2 separate regions of the Ovis aries genome follow, and region 2 is linked to region 1. The links are chromatin contacts, called in public Hi-C maps. All regions are on one chromosome and are shown on one strand. Each heading gives the region's core, a stretch centred on a gene start, on an enhancer-like site or on the middle of the called end of the contact. The rest is flanking DNA. Distances are from core to core; before and after follow the strand shown. Region 1 holds the start of EVL (Enah/Vasp-like). Region 2 overlaps EVL (Enah/Vasp-like).

What was found. A called contact is a pair of places that touch in the nucleus more often than the background predicts.
Region 2: a contact with region 1 is called in a Hi-C map of tail adipose tissue, with 4 times the contacts expected there. The contact joins the enhancer-like site here to the promoter of EVL in region 1. A contact is called at or near these places in 13 of 16 Hi-C or Micro-C datasets (blood, hypothalamus, liver and 6 more).

Annotation. Positions count from the first base shown.
Region 1 is chr18:62,589,111-62,594,767 of ARS-UI_Ramb_v3.0, reverse strand. EVL (Enah/Vasp-like) reads right to left here and starts at 3,715. Exons shown (of 16, transcript XM_027957393.3): 1 at 3,187-3,715.
Region 2 is chr18:62,694,587-62,699,956 of ARS-UI_Ramb_v3.0, reverse strand. It overlaps EVL (Enah/Vasp-like), which reads right to left. Exons shown (of 16, transcript XM_027957393.3): 5 at 2,391-2,568. Among named protein-coding and RNA genes, the nearest start is that of DEGS2, 59 kb to the left of the region's middle. Within about 2 kb of position 2,281, at least 6 of the 54 cell types and tissues checked have an H3K27ac peak or open chromatin away from gene starts, as enhancers often do. A contact at or near this core is called in hypothalamus and tail adipose tissue, where this site is marked.

The DNA.
Region 1 (5,657 bases), core at 2,466-4,965:
ATGAACTTAGAAAACTGAGAACAATCCTCCAGCTGGAAAGAACTAGACAAGCAGGGGGGAAATAGAGTAAAAATCTGCCTGGAGGCTTGAAGGAAGAAGGGACATCAGATGCTCAGGGAGATGAGATCAGAACTTGGGGCTACTTTTCCTTGGGGGTGTTTGCCAACTCTAGGGGGAATCCTAAAAGCATGGCGTTGGGTTGGGGGATAACAGGGCTAGAGAAGAGATGAGCACTAGCACTAAAGGCCAACAGAACAGGTAGAAACATCCCGATCCTTGAGGCTGCATCGAAGAGACTCCAGGTTATACGTGCCCCGTTTCTCTGGCAAAAGCAAATGTGAATTATCTCTGGAAGAGAAAAACATCGTCTTGGGCAAATGACTTTCTACAATTTGGCAAATCTGATGTCCAGCAGAATTAAAACAAATTAAAAAGCAAAAACAATTAGACACATAAGGAGACAAGACAATATGAATGACAAACAAGGAAAACAGACTTTGGAAATGACTTACAAATACTGCCATAATGGGATAAACTTCAAGCATTATGCATACTATGTTCAAGGAGTTGAAAGACAATACTGATAATTTTGGCAGATAGCTGGAAACTACAAAGAAACTATAAAAAGAAACCCAAATCGAAATTAAAGAACCAAAAACCATAGAATAACTGAAATTAAAAACTCAAGTGATAGGAAAAAGAAGAGAGGGGAGATCCAGAGTGAAGGAAAAAGAGGCAGAAAACAGAAGGAAGGTTAAGAGACACAGAAGATACAGTGAAATAGTCTAACGCGCATAATTGTAGTGCTAGAAGGAAAGGAGAGAGAGAATGGGAGAGAAGCAAAATATGCAGTCCCAATGGCACAAGACTTCCAAAAACTAATGAAAGACATGAAGCCAAAGATTCAAGAAGCCCTAAGTTATGTTCATCTTAAAAAAAAAAAAAAAAAAAATCCATACAGCAAAGAAAATACTGCTGAAAACCAAAGACAGAGAACACTTCACAAGCAGCCAGATGAACTTCCCAGGTGGTCCAGTGGCTAAGACTCCAGCTCCCAGTGTGGGGTGCCCAGGTTTGATCCCTGGTCAGAGAACTGGATCCCACATGCCACAACAAAGAGCTCTGCATGCTGCGAGCATGCCTCAGCTAAGACCCAGTAAAGCCAAATAAATAAATCTTTTTTAAAATTAGTAAGTTTTAAAAAAATTTAAATGGAGAAAAAATTACTTTCAAAGAACGACAGACAAATGACTTCTCAACAGAAAACAATCGATGTTAGAAACCATGAGGTATCTTTGAGGTGTTAGAAGAAAATAATGTCAAACCAAGAATTTTACTACTACTGAAAAGACCCTTCTAAAATGGAGGAAACTGTTCTAAAATTAGACTGTGGCAATGGTTTCCTAAGTCTGTGAAAATACTGCGTGTGTGTATATGAAAATACTAAAAATTACCCAACTGTATACTTTAAATGGGTATATTTTAAGATATGGGAATGATATCTCAAGAAATGTTTTTCAATGAAGAATAAATAAGGAAATCTGTGAACACTAAGAATTTGTCACCACAGACTTGCACTAAAGAAATTCTAAAGGGAATTCCTCAGATGGAAAGAAATGATTCCAAATGGAAGACTGGAAGATGACGAAGGTGGCACAGCAAAGCGATGGGGAAAAGATGATGTTTTTTTATAAACAGTGCGGAATAAATGGTTCTGGTAAAAAAGAAAAATTTGACCCCCTTTTCACAAGTTACACAAAAGTCACTTCCAAGTGGACTGTGGATCTTGTACTTTGAAAGGCAGGGCAGTAAGATGTTACAGGAAACTATCTTCTTGACTTTGACAGAGAACTCCCACAGATTAGGAAGAAAAAGATGTGTAAACCCCAAAGACTTCTGAACAGATGCTTCGTAAAAGATATCAAATAAACATAAAAAGATGTTCGGCCTCATCTGTCTGCAACAAACCATAATCCAAAACCACACTGGGACACCTCACCAGGCTGCCTGCACAATCACCAGGATGGCTAAAATTGAAGACTGACAATACCACGTGCTGACAAGGAAGCAGAGCACAAGAAGTCTCATACCCTTGCTGGAAGGAGTGTAAACCAGTACAGGCACTTCAGAAATTTGGTGTTACCTCTCAAAGTTGGAAGATACAGGTATCTTCTGACCCAGAAGTTCTACTGCTCAGACGGTGAAGAATCAGCCTACGATGCAGGAGACCCTGGTTTGATCCCTGGGTTGGGAAGATCCCCTGGAGAAGGGAATGGCAACCCACTCCAGTACACTTGCCTGGAGAATCCCAAAGACAGAGGAGCCTGGCAGGCTACAGTCCATAGAATCGCAGAGTCGGACACGACTGAGCGGCTGACGTTTAAGAAACAAATGTCCTCAAATAGCGGAATGATTAAGATGTAGTATCTTCATATAATGGAATACGACAGATTAATAAAAATGAGCAGCAGTTGAAGTAAAGGATGCATTTCAGAAACACCTTGAGTGAAAGAAGCCAGACACACAAAAGACTATATATTGCATGAGTATTTCATTTATATAAAGATCACAAAACGGGCAAAAACGAAAGACACTATAGTGTTTATGGGATATTATGTTTGGAAGGTACACTTACACAGACAAAAGGCAAGGAAGTGATTATCCGCACAAGTCAGCTGACCTCTGGAGAAAGAGAATTTCGAGTTCCTGGTGCTGGCAATGTTTTTTTCTCGAACTGATAACCATCAATCCCCCCTGGCTGGGTAATGAACCACGGAATGGTACGTTGTGGGTCTTGCACTTTAGTGGCGTGCAAGAAGAAAGGAAATGGGGACGAGAAAAAGGGAGCAGAGGCAGGCGAGCAGCTCCAGGTGGAAGGACACGACCCCTTAACGTGCGAGCTCGGGGCGGCGGCACAGGGCGGCCGAGGCCGAGGGCACGAAGTCCGGGGGAGGGCGGCCAGAGTGCGGGTGCTGCTCGCGGCCGGGCGCGGCCACACACGCCCGCGGGGTCGCCTCCCCACCGGGCCCCCAGCCCCCCGCGAGCTGCACAGGCGGGCGCCGCCCGCGTCGACTCCCCCAGACCCTCCCAGCGTCCCCGAAGGCCCCCCACCGCCGGTGCTCCTGAGGCCCTCCCCGCGCTCCGCACGCCGCCCGCCGGGTCGCCCCACGCGCCAGCCAGACTCACCTCATTGTCGCTGCCGGGGCGGGCGGGCGCGCGGGCCGGGGGGCGCGGCGCGGGGCGCGGGGCGTTAGCGGGGCAGCCGGCCCCGGGCGCGGCGGCTCCGCGTCTCGCTGGGCTGCGGGGGGCAGCGGGGGCTCATCTTCTCCGTGCGGGCGTCCGGGCCGCTAGCTGCGGGGACGGGCTGAGGCGGCGGCGCCTGACAGCCGGGCCCCGGCCCCTGCCATCTTGGCGGGCGCGTGCCCGGGCCGCTGTGTGCGCGCGCCGCCGGGGGTTAGGGGGAAGGGGAGAGCGCCGTCCGGGTCCCGCCGGCCCGGGGGGAGCGCGCGCGCCCGCCCGAGACTCGGGGCGCAGTCCCCGGGCGGGCGCGGGCGTCTGCGACGCCGTCGACGGAGAGACGGGCAGGCGCGCGGGTGCGCGCGCGCGCGCGCGGGCGAACTCAGCCCAGGAGTCGAGACTGAGGGGAAAGCGCGCGCGACGGCCCAAGCACCACACAAAAGGCGCGGGGCCCCAGAGCCCGCGCCTCCGGCAGAACGGAGCCCGAGGCTGCGAGGGGCGGCGCGGGGCCTAGGGGGCGGGACTTGAGGCGAGGCCCGGCCTGGAGGGGCGGGGCTTCGAAGGAACAGAGCCTTCGAGCGGCGAGAAGGAGCTCGGTAGTGACCTGACCGGGACGGGCGGATGTGGCGGGGGCGGGGCTTAGAAGAACGCGCGAGCCTTGAGAGGCGGGACCGAGGAGGAGGGCCGGGGCGGGCTTAGGGGGCGGGCCGGGGCGGGCTTAGAGGGCGGGGATAGGGAGCAAGGCCTGGCCGCGAGGGGCGGGGCTTAGGGCGAGGCCTGATTGTGAGGGGCGGGGCTTCGAAGAAATGGTGCCTTGAGCGGCGAGAAGGAGCTCGGTAGGGGCCTGGCCGGGATGGGTGGATGTGGCGGGGGCGGGGCTTAGAAGTAAGCGTGAGCCTTGAGAGGCGGGGCTGAGGAGGAGGGCCGGGGCTAAAGTGGGCGGGGCGGCCGCGCGGCACCTGGAGCGCGGCGCCCCCTCCCTGCGCCCGGCGCCTCCCCCAACCACAAAGGAAGCGTAGAGCTTCGGCGTCCTTGGCCTTGGTGGGAGAATTCCATCTTCTCCGCGCCCTGCGGTGGGCTCCGCCTGCTCGAAGCCAGTGAGCCACCTGGATTCTCAGGGCGTCGAACGACCTCCTGTCTTTGTAAATACAGAGTCAAGGCTGGGATGGGGAGTCGTAGCTTGGAGCCAGTATCAACAACAGCTGAAGGATCTCAATCCATAAAGCCCCACCTGGCGCCCCCAAACCAAACACTTGAGAACAATCACATCGGCTGCGCTAGGTTGTCCAGGTTTTCTCTGACTGTTAAATCCCCAGCCCTTCCTGAAGGTTAGCCATTCTCGTTGCTGGAAGTACTAAACCCTCCAAGTCTGACTTTCTGCATCTAATTAGACACCATGCGTTGCGCTTTCGCACTATCGCCACTAATGCTCCCATTCTCCTCTCACAGCAACAATGAAATTTGTCTTCTAAACAATTGCATCCGAGCAAGAGCACGTGAAACGTTTAGCGGTGTCTGGCATGCATTAGGAGGGCAGCAAAGGGGTCGCTATTTACCCCTGGCTGGCAGTGAGGACCGAGTGGTTTTGCCCAAGATACAGGAAGTAGTGGCGCCAGTTCTCAAGCTAAGGTTTTTTTTGATTCAGAATCCCAGTGCCTGTCCATTCTCATCTGCTTCGTCCATTCTCATCTGCTGTGGTGATTGTCCCCTCCCTCAGCATCCACCTGTACTCAGACTTCTTAACCCTTGGCCGTCACACCTCCACTTTCCTTCCCCCATTTGTTTGAGCCGATGTCTTCAGACTCAAAGTGCACCTTGGTCCTCCACAGTTCTGTCTGAGCCTCAGAGATTTTAAGCCCTTCCTAACCTTATTTGTGTCTCTCTTACTGGGGCCAAGACTGGCTATAGAAGAGACTTATTAGACCCTAAAAATTCCTAAATGGACAAGCCCCAGGTCCCCTGGAGATGTCCCAGTGTGCTCTGCAGAGGCAGGATCATCCCTGGTTCCTTCATAGCAAAGTTTTGTGAGAAGAGCCTCCCAGGACATTGACCTGTTTGTTCTCGGCCTGGTTTATTGAAGCATGTGGCCCACTCTGACCACTAGATCAAGCACTTTCCCTGATGCCCTGGAGTCTGCAGCTGGAGGAAGATTTGCTGGGAGATATTGATGGCGGATATATAGTGCTGAAATCCATGGGGTCACAAAGAGTCGAACGTGACTGAGCGACTGAACTGACTGATTGGTGGCAGATTTCCTATAGAACATTAGTACCAAAGGTGAGGGATGCATGCCTGTGCCAACCTTTCCTCAGTTCAGTTCAGTTCAGTCGCTCAGTCGTGTCTGACTCTTTGCGACCCCATGAATAGCAGCATGCCAGGCCTCCCTGTCCATCACCATCTCCCAGAGTTCACTCAGACTC
Region 2 (5,370 bases), core at 1,032-3,531, 110 kb before region 1:
CTGGTTGGGCTGGGAGGGGTGGACGGGTGTGGTCTCTGTCGGGGTCCTTTGTACAAGCTCATGGAGCTCACGCTTCAGGCGTCTGTAAGGTACAGCAGGCTCTGTCTGCAGGGGCCCAGCTCTCAGCCTCCAAAGGCCAGTGAGCCAGGAGGGACGACTACTCACGGGCAGAGTCTCAGGTTAGGCCCCCATCAAGTGAGCACATACCCACCCACCCTGGCAAGGACAGCGTTCCACCCAGGGGGACTGGGGTTCCAAGGTGACTTACTACCTGACAACAGTTATTTTTTTATACTGGTCACAGATCTCTATCTGAAAATGAGGCTCGGATTAGCTGATTTCTTTGTGATTCTACCATGAGGTTAATAAAGTCAATAGTAGTTGCTTTGAGCCAGCCATCTGATTAAATGAAAACCTTTTCCCCACCTTAATGTATCTATATATATAGATAAAGCTAAACTCTCTCGTCCTGGGGCAAGTGAGGAGGCTCAGATCGGAAACCTTAAACTCAGCTCCTTCCTTGAGGCTCAAGGCTCTTGGGTGGAAAAAAGACAGTTTAATGAATGTTTATTTGGGGCCTCCAATGTTTCAGGCGCTGCACTCCTCACTCAGCAACGCTGTGGTCCCTCACCATGCAGCCCCCGGTTCTCAGCAGAGGATCCACAAACCTTGCAGTCTTTTCACAGTGGGGAAAGAACTCTACAAGTGCTGGTTCTGCGTATGACCTGCAGGAAGCATGCTCTAAACACGTTCACTATTTAAAAAACAAACAAACAAACTTCTCTGAGGGTTTAAGTTAGGTCTCAAAGCTTGGATCTATAAGGCAAAACAGTTATTTAAAAGGCATCTCCCTGCAGCTTCTAAGTACCATGGCTCCCCACTTCCTGCCTTAATTCTGGCAGCAGCAGCAGCAGCAATGACAGAAACAATACTCACAAACAGTGATACTGGGAGATTAACACATGTCAGGCGGCCCACTAACATCTTATATTTGAATTCATTTAAACATAGAATCAGGCTTCCCAGGTTGCTCAATGGGTAAAGAATCTGCCTGCAATGCAGGAGATGCCAGAGACAAGGGTTCAATCCCTGAGTTGGGAAGATCCCCTGGAGGAGGAAATGGGAACCCACTCATTTTCTTGCCTGGAGAATCCCATGGACAGAGGAGCCTGGCGGACTACAGTCCCTGGGGTCGCAAAGAGACACGACCGAAGGTTCTGAGCACACACACATAAAAGCAACTCCTCACCCACCTTACAGAAAAGAAACCCAGACACAGAGAGACTAAGTGACGTGCGCTGGCCTCAAGGCCAGCAGGGCGCCTCGGGCCCAGCCCCACGCCGCCATGCCCACCGAGGCTGAGTCCTCCAGCCAAGCGCTGGACGTCGCTGGCCTCCAAGATGCTGACACCCTGGAAGGCCCCGTCCTTCTGCGGAAGCGGACGCTGCAGACTGCCCGAAGAGCCACCTGTGCTTCTGCGTCTCTGCTTTGCCCGCCCTGCAAACGCTCCTGCTGGCCCCTCTCCCCGCCCCCACCCCGCTGTCTACACCACGAGTCTCCCAGGTTAGCTGAAGCCTCTCCTTGTGCGATCCCTGCCACCTTCCAGTTCCACGTCCAGCCTCCTTCCTTTGGCACGGTGGGCCCCAGAGACACTGCTCGCTCTCCTGCACGCACAGGTTGGGCTTTCAGGCCCAGGAGCCTTTGTATCTGCCGTTCCCTCTGCCTGGGATGCCCACTCCCCCATCTCATGAGCTCCCTGCAGGTCAAAACTCCAGCTCAAGTGTTGCCACCGCTTGAAGTCCAGCTGGGCAGTCCCTCCTTTTCCTTTCCATGCTCCTGAAGCCCCTGCCCTGCTCAAACCTTATCAAAGCCCTTATTGCAACACGTTATCACTAGCAGTTCACAGGCCCATCCTTCTTCTCTTGGATACCAAATGCCATGAGTCAATGGGCTCCATCGATTCACTTCCGACCTATTTTGCCCCAGACAGTTTGCAACACGCAGAAGTGTTCAGGAACAGTATGTTAAACTTGGGAATAACTGAATCCAAGAATACAGTTTTGTTTGTTCCCTCAAAACTCTGCCAAATATGTGCTGAGAAAGTGGAAAGAAGGACGACACAGGCAACACACATCTGGACGCCCCATTTCAGGCACACAGTACAGCTCTCTCCAGCTCACAAAGGGCGGAAACGATGCCAAGGTCTCTCTTCTCGCTTAAACTGCTAATAGTGCTTTCTATCTAGAGTTAGGCAGCAGTTTTCTCTGTGAATCCAACAGACGTCAGCTCAGCACAGCTGCAGTCGAGGACGCCCCGGGGGCCAGAGCCGTGGAAGGGCGGAGGGAGGGGAGGGAGGGTCTGGGCGCCAGGCCAGACAAAGCCCCACTTACCGCCTTCCTGGGAATTCATGATGTTCAGGGCAAACAGCATGGCATTGGAGAACGTGGTTGCCTCTTCCTTACTTGCAAAGTTTAAACCGTAGACCTGGCGGGCATCTCGCCACTGGTGGAAGGTTGGCGTTGCCTGATTGTACTTCAGCCCTTTCACGATTGAATAATTGATCACAACCTGAAAGGGAAAAGAGAGAGAAATACGCGTAAATAAATAAAAGGTAAGTGAGCTGGAGAGAGCTGCTCTGGGGCAAGGACTCTGGGGCAAGGACACCGTGTCCCTGGGGCTACCAGGGGACAGGGGGATGTGGATGCATCAGAAGAAGGGGTAGCTTGGCCAGGCAGCTCTTCAACAGGACCAGCGGAACAGTGAGGGTCTGAAAACCAGTTACTTCATTTAACTGATAAAGCTGTGTGGTCACGGCCTGAGCTGGGAGTCGGGTTCCCGGGTCCTGGCCCTGTCACCCCAGGCAGCACCCCCGGGCTCAGTTTCTCCAGCTGTGAAACGGGGATAGTCATCCTGGCTCGACCGACCTAATGGGGTTACTGCAGAGGTCACGGTGTGACACATATCTCATCAAGACTTCTAGATATAAAGATTCTTAAGGGCGAGTCTTTTCTAATTCGTATTTATGCTCCCGTAGTTCTCTGCAGAGTCTAGAATGCGTTAACCAAAGGGTTGTTAGTTGAAAGGACGACTCCTCACTCTTTCCCATTTGGCTATTCAGCTTTCTCGGCACCGTTAATTGAACAGGATGCCCTTTCCCCGCTGTATGTTCTTGACTCCTTTTGTCATAAACTAATAAACCGTATCTGTGTGGGTTTATGACCGGGTTCTCTATACTGCTCCACTGATTTCTGCTTTAATGTCAATCTCATGCTGTTTAAATTACTACAGTTTTGTAATATAGTTTGAAATGAGGGCTTGTGATGCCTCCAGCTTTGTTGTTCTTTCTCAAGATCGCTTTTGCCATGGGGGTCTTCTGTGGTTCCGTATAAACTGTAGTATTATCGTGCTAGTCCTATGGAAAATGCCATTGGAATTCTGATAAGGATTGCACTGAGTCTCTTGACTGCTCTGAGTAAGTATGGACATTCTAACCTGAACACAGAGTCCTCTCTCTTTTTCTTTGGTGAGTCTGGCTAAAGGCTGGTCAGTTTTATCTTTTGAAAGAACCAGTTCTTAGTCTCACTGCTCTTCTCTATGGTCTTTTTAGTCTCTCTTTCTGCTCTAATCATCGTCGCTCCCTTCATTCTACCAACTTCGGGCTTGTTTTGCTCATCTTTTCCCGGTGCCCTGAGTGTAGAGCAAGGCTGTTTGAGACTTTCCTTGCTTCTTGAGGGAGGCCTTTACCGCTAAGAACTTAGCAGTAGCACTGAGAACTGCCTCTGCTGCATCTCACAAGTTCTGTTAGGTTATGCTCCCATTTCTGCTTGTGTCCAGGCGTTTAAAAGTCTCTCTCGATCTGTCCTTCAATTCACCTTAGCAGCATGTTGTATACTCTCCATATTCCTGTGATCTGAAACCATAAGGCTCCTAGAAGAGAATCTAAGTGATAAGCTCCTTGACACGGGTCTTGATGGTGATTTTTTTGAATCTGATACCAAAAACAAGAGCAACAAAAGCAAAGCAAAACAAGTGGGACTATATCAAACTAAAAAGCTACATGCAAAGGACGCCATCGACAGAATGAGAAGGCAATCTGCTGAGTGGGAGAAAGTGATTCAACTCATATATCTGATAAGGGACTAATATGGCTAACAGATACATAAAAAGATGTTAAACACTAGCAGTGATCAGGGAAATACAAATCAAAACCACAGGGGTTATCATCTCACACACGTCAGATTGGCTATCATCTAAGAGATAAGAAATAGAGTTTGGCGAGGACGCGGAGCAGAAGGAAGCCTTGCTCACTGATGGTAGGAACGCGATTGGTACAGCCACTATTAGAGGGCAGCACAGAGGTTCCGCAGAAAGTTAACAATAGAACTATCACATGATCCTGCCATTTCACTTTTGGGTATTTACCCCAAGAAAACGAAAATACTATTCTCACCTGGGAAATGCCACGGACAGAGGAGCCCGGCAGCTACAATCCATGGAGTCACAAGAGTCGGACACGACTTAGCGACCGAGCCGCCACCACCAAGTCAAACACACAGACGTGCCCCTCGTTCACAGGAGCAGCATTTAAAACTAGCCAAGATGCAGAATAACCCAAGCGTCCACTGACGCACGGACAGATGCAGAACTGTGGTATACTGTATACACAATGAAATATTATTTAGCCATAGAAAGAAACCTCGCCATTTATGACAACATGGATGGGTCTCACGGGCATTATGCTAAGGAAAAGAAGTCAGAGAAAGACAAATACCATACGCTCTATCTCGTACGTTCTCATGGATACAGAGAACAGATGGATGGTTGCCAGAGGAGGGCCGTAGGAAGTGGGGGGCAATTATGCACATGAAGCCGCTTAACACAGCTGCTACCACACAGCAAGCTGCCAGCAAGTGTTAACTGAGAAATATTCAGTCCTGAGAGATGGAAGCATGCAAGTGGCGTCTGGATGGGGCTGAACGGCCTGCTGTCAGTGATGCGATGGAAAGGATCCCGCTTTAGGAGGGATACGAGATGGCTCCTCTGGCTGTGAGGCTCCAGAGTCTGTGATCTGAGACTGGAGGCAGCTCAGTCTACTGTCGCTCAGTCGTGCCCAGCTCTGCAGGATTCTCCAGGCCGGAATACTGCAGTGGGCAGCCTTTCCCTTCTCCAGGGGATCTTCCCAACCCAGGGATCGAACCCAGGTCTCCAGCATTGCAGGCGGATTCTTTACCTGCTAAGCCACAAGGGAAGCCTGCCTCTGGTCAGGAAGGTGAGCTCAGGAAGATTCAGAGATGTGAAGGGACACCCTGCACGTTGCTGGGGCGCTAAGATGAGAGCTCGGGTTTAGTGCCCCACCCTGCTGTGCTGCTG